Linked DNA regions of Sus scrofa: region 2 is linked to region 1. The links are chromatin contacts, called in public Hi-C maps. All regions are on one chromosome and are shown on one strand. The core of a region is the stretch at or near the end of the contact, and the rest is flanking DNA. Distances in the headings are between cores, read along the strand shown. Region 1 holds the start of VTI1B (vesicle transport through interaction with t-SNAREs 1B). Region 2 holds the start of RDH11 (retinol dehydrogenase 11).

The links. Hi-C and Micro-C count contacts between places; a contact is called where the count stands out from the background.
Region 2: a Hi-C map of liver shows a contact between it and region 1, with 4 times the contacts expected there. The contact joins the promoter of RDH11 here to the promoter of VTI1B in region 1. A contact is called at or near these places in 1 of 5 promoter capture datasets (liver), 7 of 47 Hi-C or Micro-C datasets (fetal heart ventricle, heart right ventricle, liver and 1 more) and 2 of 2 datasets of contacts at active chromatin or transcription factors (alveolar macrophages and skeletal muscle).

The regions. Positions count from the first base shown.
Region 1 is chr7:91,411,834-91,415,120 of Sscrofa11.1, forward strand. VTI1B (vesicle transport through interaction with t-SNAREs 1B) reads right to left here and starts at 1,647. Exons shown (of 6, transcript NM_214437.1): 1 at 1,525-1,647. The coding sequence starts at 1,639. It overlaps RDH11 (retinol dehydrogenase 11), which reads right to left. Exons shown (of 8, transcript XM_005656347.1): 8 at 3,208-3,287.
Region 2 is chr7:91,450,714-91,454,000 of Sscrofa11.1, forward strand. RDH11 (retinol dehydrogenase 11) reads right to left here and starts at 1,817. Exons shown (of 8, transcript XM_005656347.1): 1 at 1,595-1,817. The coding sequence starts at 1,662.

The DNA.
Region 1 (3,287 bases), core at 397-2,896:
GCAGCCCTCAAAAGACAGGAGGAAAATCAAACAAACAAAAAAAAACAAACTTTCAATTGCCAGCCACTGCATTTAGAAAAAGATGGGAATCTTTTCCACAAGGCCCCAGGTGATCTGGCCCTGCCTACCTCTTTAAAGCTTCATCTATTATCACAATCTCCTCCTTCCACCCCAAACACTGACCTTCTTGTTCTTCCTAGAATATACCAAGCTCATTTCTGCTCAAGGATCTCTGCAGTACCGTTCTGTCTTCCTGACTCTCACTTTCCCCAGATTTGAATGGTTCACCCCCTTACTTCAAATCTCTGCTCAACTTAACTTCAAATCACCTCCTCAAAGAGGCCTTTCACAGCTACTCAAGTTAAAGCTAGAGCCCCCTCCCTATTTCTTTGCCCTGTTTTATTTTCTCACATTGCTTTAACACCACCTCTTTTTTTTGTCTTTTTGCCATTTCTTGGGCTGCTCGCACAGCATATGGAGGTTCCCAGGCTAGGGGTTGAATCGGAGCTGTAGCCACTCACCTACGCCAGAGCCACAGCAATGCGGGATCCCAGCCGAGTCTGCGACCTACACCACACCTTACAGCAACGCCAGATCAACCCACTGAGCAAGGTCAAGGATCGAACCCGCAACCCCATGGTTCCTAGTTGGATTCGTTAACCACTGAGCCATGACGGGAACTCCGCACCACCTCTTGATATTTATATTATCATCAACCTATAGAAGAGACTTTAAGCGTTTTCACTGTAGTTTGTAATATTACCAGCATCTAGGACAGTGCCTAGCACACAGCAGACTCCTCCAATAAATATGTTAAACAAAGATATAATTCTCACCAGTGTGTCAATTCATATGACCTTGAGGAACTCACAGAGCAAACACTCAAGCTTTGACACTTAAGTAAAAACAACAAAAATCTTACCTGCTTTGCCATGGAGAGCTATTTGTCTTAGGACAAAAAACTATGGCAAACTTCCCTATGTGAATTCGAACTCTTTATTTCCTCCAAGCAAAACCTGCAGCAATCCGAACTTTAAAATCAAGGAGCAAGAAACAGTCTAGGCGGAGTTCAGAGGACGACCATACCTAATGATCACAATCCTGATTTTAAAGAACCCCCCCTCCAAGACTGGTTACTTACCAACCCCCAGAGTTATGACTCCTTTGGGTTCTGAACTTTTTTTGTGCTACGGCTCTTCTGCCAGTCTGGGTCTCTTTTGAAAATAGTTTTGGATATATAAAACAAAAATACAGAAAGCTACAAAAGAAACCCATTCTACTGAAACACAGCATCTCAGATTTAAGGTCTGTACTCTTCTTGCCACGCTGAAGACGAAACGAGAAAAATCTGAACGCTATAGGATCAAAAGGGAACACCTGGCAGTAGGGAGCTCCCGGGTGCCTGGACCCAGCCAACCTTAGGGGGCGTGTCTGAGAATGAGAAGCGAGAGAAGAGGGTGGGGGCCCTTCCTCGCAGAGCTGGCGGAGCCGGGTTCCCCTAGGCTCAGCCCGCCCCCGCCTTACCTGTCCCTGCTATCCCCAGGAGCCGCTCCGGCACCCCTCGTAGGTCTTCATGGAGGCCGCGGAAGATCTCGTGCAGTTTCTCGAAATGCTCCGAGGAGGCGGCGGAGGTGGCCATGGCGGAGGCCGCTCTACAACAGCGGCCGCCGAGACTCAGGGCTCGGGGCCCACTTCTACGCCACCGTCAGCCGCCCAGCCCCGCAGGCATCACGGCGACCGCCGCCACCACCTCCCAGGACGAGGCGCTTCCGGCGCCGCGGCGGGGTCCTGCCGAACCGGAACGCCCACCCCCTGCATGGCGTCACTGACGGCGCGCCAGGCGCCAAAGCCTGACGGAAAGTTTGGCAGCGTGCGCTGCCCGGGCGACTCCTGCGGGGGTGGCAGCGATCTGACGCTAGCCGGCAGTCTCGGAACCCGGGAAATACCCAGCTCGGCGTCGGGGAGAGCGCCACAGCGGAAGGGACTTTGGGGACCCGCAGGCCGGGCGGCACGGCCCCCTCCCTCTCGGGATCCGCCTTCCGTCGAGGGGCTGTAGTGCATGCTGGGGGCTGTAGTTCGGCGCGGAAAACGCCCCTACTCGGAAGTCACGCATCGTTGGGGGCGGTGGCCCTGTGGTCGCCGCGGCCGCGGACGTGACGCTAACATATCGGTAGCGCGTGGTCGTCGTCTTCACTCTGGTGGTAATGTTTGGCCACTCTGATTCAGTCCACATTATGACTGTTAGCTTTCAGTTTTCGGAAAATAGCTGGGTCAGGTTCCTGCCTGCTCTCAAGCAGTAAAGCACTTTGACTGGGAGTCAAGTGATCAGTCATATGCTTTCAGGAGTGGCCCTCGGGCAGGGTGGCCCCTAAAATACTCACCCTCTAGCCGCCGCAGCTGCGGTGCACTCGTTCACTTAGCCGGTGTTTGTCAATTTAAGGGTAGTCACTGTGGTGGGATCTGGGAAAGTGTTGGTGAATAAGTTTCTCTCTGCGCTTGGGTAATTTATAATGAAGGCAGACCTGGCTTTTATCAGCTCTCTCTCAAGTGTAATGTGTTAACAATTACAAGATCTTTTTCTGCACTTCGTGGGTTTTCGTGATTTAATGGAGGAAAATTCCTATTTTCACTGATGAGTTTGCCTATGGAGCCCATTCTGGAATACTTAAAACTGCCCGCACATGTTAAAAATATATGACTGACCAGGGGTAAATGATTTGGTAATTTTTATCTCCTGGACCCTAGTTTTTTATTAGACCGAATTCATTGATCATTGATTCAACAAATTTTTGTTGAGCTCCTAATATTGAACATAGAGATAGATAGCAAAGTCTGAGGTCATCAGTGGCAGTGTACTGTGGTAAGTCCCATAGCATTGTGTTATAAATAAAAGGGACAGGTACAAAAAGAAGTAACAAATAGCCTGGGATGGAAAAAGTGATCTTTTCTTCATGAAAGATTAGTAGAAAATGGGTGAATGACTAATCAAATTATCGCATAACCAGAGTTAATGGCATTTGAATTGAGACTGTACTGTACTAGACTCTGGGACAAATTATTCTCAGAATGAGAAATGACTGCATAACTATAATAATGAAATGTTTTCTTCCTTTGACTCTAATTAAACTTTAATTATTTTCTTCTTTTGGTTCAAATTAAATTTGTTTAATGCTGACAGTTTTCATTCTGGTAAATAAAAACATGATACATAATCAAAAGTTTTTATTTGTGATTGACAGTTCAATATACATTAAATATTAATTCAGTTCCACACTATTATCAAAAGT
Region 2 (3,287 bases), core at 567-3,066, 39 kb after region 1:
CCGGCCTCAGATTGTTTTCTCTGCAAGTCTTGGGGACTCAATTTAACAGAATCTGTTGACTGGGAGATGTATTTTTAAGGAGCATTTCAACCGTTTTCACTGAACTTAGAATGGCAAAGTACACACTTCTAGCCACCAAAGTTCCTGCTTAGAAGAAACAGGTCAATAAGGAAGTAAACTAACTCACGGTGCTTACCAAGGGATATATATCCTCCCCCTCAGGACAAGCCCTGCTGCTCAGTTTCCCACATCCCTTTCAGCTTTAGCTCCAGGAGCCACAACATATCAGGACCCAGGTAGAGACCTAGCTCTCCCTTCTAACCAGCAGAAAGGAAAGAAACAACCAACCATAAAAGTCCATGAAAGTCCAGCACTGGTCTAGTCCCTATGACCTAGCTAGGGGGCTGGGATCACAACCCTTTGAGTATAACTTTCCTTAGAAAAATCTCTTTAAGAGATGAGCACTGCTTTTAGTTCTGGTGCAACTTTTCACTGAGATTCTAAGTGGCTAAGAGGACTTTGTGATGCAAAGAGATAAAAGGCAGCCTTTTCATCCCAGTACCTGCACCCGTGTGTGTCTAAGAGGTGGGAGCACTGCGTGTTCAGAGGGAAGGAAAAGTACAACTGCAAGAGGGGCTCGAGAAAGGTGGGGAAGGAGGAGAGAAGAGGTGGAGGTATTAAGAAACGGTAGAGTGATCTAGCGGGCCTTCCAGTTCCATTCAGTTAACAAGTCCCCCCACCCCCACTCCCATCTCCACCAAGGGAAAGAGTGTGTCTCTTCAGTCACTGGTCTGCCGTCACTACTGGTGACTTACTCAGAACCAATCGTCAGGCTGCCTGTTGTGCAGCTTCCTGCCACCCTCTGGGGCTCTCAGCCAGCCATTGGCTGATGTACCACCTAGTTAAGAGACCAAGACCCTCAATCCTCTCCTCCCCAGCCCTAAACCCCGGGGCAGGACTTGGACCCTGCCCCTTCCCCTCCTCCCCGTGCTCCCGCTGCGAACGCAGGGTAGAATAATGAAACCCTTTGTTTCTCTTACACCTGCCCAGAGAAAAAGCGAATCTAACAGCAACAGGATCAAGCAATGAGGCTGCAGTTGTCACGACTCCCATCGAGGGGCAGTTTTAGAGAGCAAAAAGTCGAATCGCCCCATTGTACTTCAAAGGCTGGAAGGAAGAAGCTAAACAGGGCAGGTTCAAGGTGCGGGAGCTAAGGGAAAAACAATCTTGAGGGCTACATCCCACTTCATAGTCTGAAAGCCCCAGAGCTGTAAATTTAAGTGTCTGAGGTAGCCTTGCCCTCGCGGTTCCCTGGAGCCGGAAACGAGGGCGGCTTAGACGAAAAAGGGGGTCAGGAGAAACAAAGCAAGGTTCTGTGGACTGCAGCCTCTTCCCACCGCCTGGGGTCTCCGATCTCGCCCTCCCGCATCCAGGGCAGCAGGATCGCCTCCGACCAATCGAACTCCCCTACTTGGAGCCCCGCAGGGAGTTTTCCCTTCCTACTTTTGAAGACCAGAGCTTCGATGAGAATGAAGGTTTCCCCCCAACACACCACCAAAGACTCCGCAAGAGAAGGGAATACAATTGCACAGACCTGATTTGGGGTACAGCGATGTACAGGAGCAAAGGGAGAAGAAGGAGCAGGAGCAGGACCCCAATCATCTTGCCTAGAGGCAGCTGCGGCTGCTGAAGCGCAGCGAGAGGTCCCAGCGTAGCTAGGGGATTGGGCTTCTCTTCCAAGACACGCCCTGATAAAGTAGCACAGGCCGGGAAGCAAAGCCATCTGGGAAATGTAGTCCAAAGCCCGGTTTAGGGCAAAAAGGCAGAGAGCAGGCCGTTCCCAGACACGGAGAGAAGCTGAATCTTCCATCAGTTACGCAACAAATCCCCAACCAGCTAGGATCTAGGGCCTTTGGAATCATCAAAACAGCTCTCCCACAGCCTCTCTCCCCACGGTGAAATCTTTCCCGTTCCCTCTCTTCTGGTACCCAAGTCCAGACCCTGGTTCAGGTTTCCCCAGTTATGGTTGGGTAGTTGCCGCGTTGCTTCTCCTGGAGGTCAAATATTGGCGTCAGGGAAATGTTCTAAGGCTGATTACACAGGAGTGGAGAGATTGGAGCCTGACAGTTGGCGGGGAGGGGGAGTGCAAAATCTTTCCTCCTTAGGGATTCCTTCACCCGAAGGAGCAGAAGCTACTGGTCCCTAAATATATTACCAGGAGAATCGCTTTATTGTGTCTTTTTGGAATTATAGTGAAATAAATATATATAATGAAATACAAAGTATAATATAATTTTCCTGCTGTTTGAGTGTTAATTGATGATAGAATAGTTTTTTTGGGGGGAGGGGATTGTTTGTTTTGTCTTTTTAGGGCCACACCAGTGGCATATGGAGATTCCCAGGCTAGGAGTTTACAGGTTGAATCCGAGCTGTAGCTTGTGGCCTACGCCACAGCCACAGCAACCGTGGGATCCGAGCCGTGTCTAGCACCTACACCACAGCTCATGGCAATGACAGATCCGTAACCCACTGAGCAAAGCCAGGGATCGAGCCCGTGTCCTCATGGATCTAGTCCTGTTCGTTAACTGCTGAGCCACGACGGGAACTCCAGAATACAGTTTTCTTGATGATTTAGTTATATTAAATCCCAGGGTAGTAATGAATTTCTCATATTAGCACAGTTGGTTTTGCCTACTCATGAAAGTATTTAATCCTGTCTTGGATTAAGGCCATGGAAATTCTCTGGGAACAAGTAGGTTCCCTGGTCAGTCACTCCTTTCCGCTCTGCCATCTGAGGACTATATCTGGATTCTTGGGGGTGAAGGTGGGGAATGTTTTAAGTAATTCTCTGTGCCTCCTGACTGCGCACAGTAATGTATTCTGGTTCTTCTGCATAATTCACTTCCATTTGAATGAAAGACACATGTTCCAAGCTCAATTTGAAGCAATATATTTTATAGCAATTGGAAAGGAGTTTCCTTCACACAATACAAATTTCTACTGATTTAACATTAGATTATCTAATAATCATCATATTTTGCCACACACTCATTACTGGGTTACCTAATATTTGAATAGGGTTTTACATCTGTATTAAAAGCCTTTCATGGAGTTTCCATTGTGGTTCAGTGTAATGACCCAACTAATATACATGAGGTTGTGGGTTTGATCCCTGGCCTCGCTCAGTGGGTTAAGGATCTGGCATTTCCATGACCTGTGGTGTAGGTCGCAGACACGTCTCGGATCCTGTCCAGCTACAGCTCGGATTCGACCCGTAGCCTGGGAAC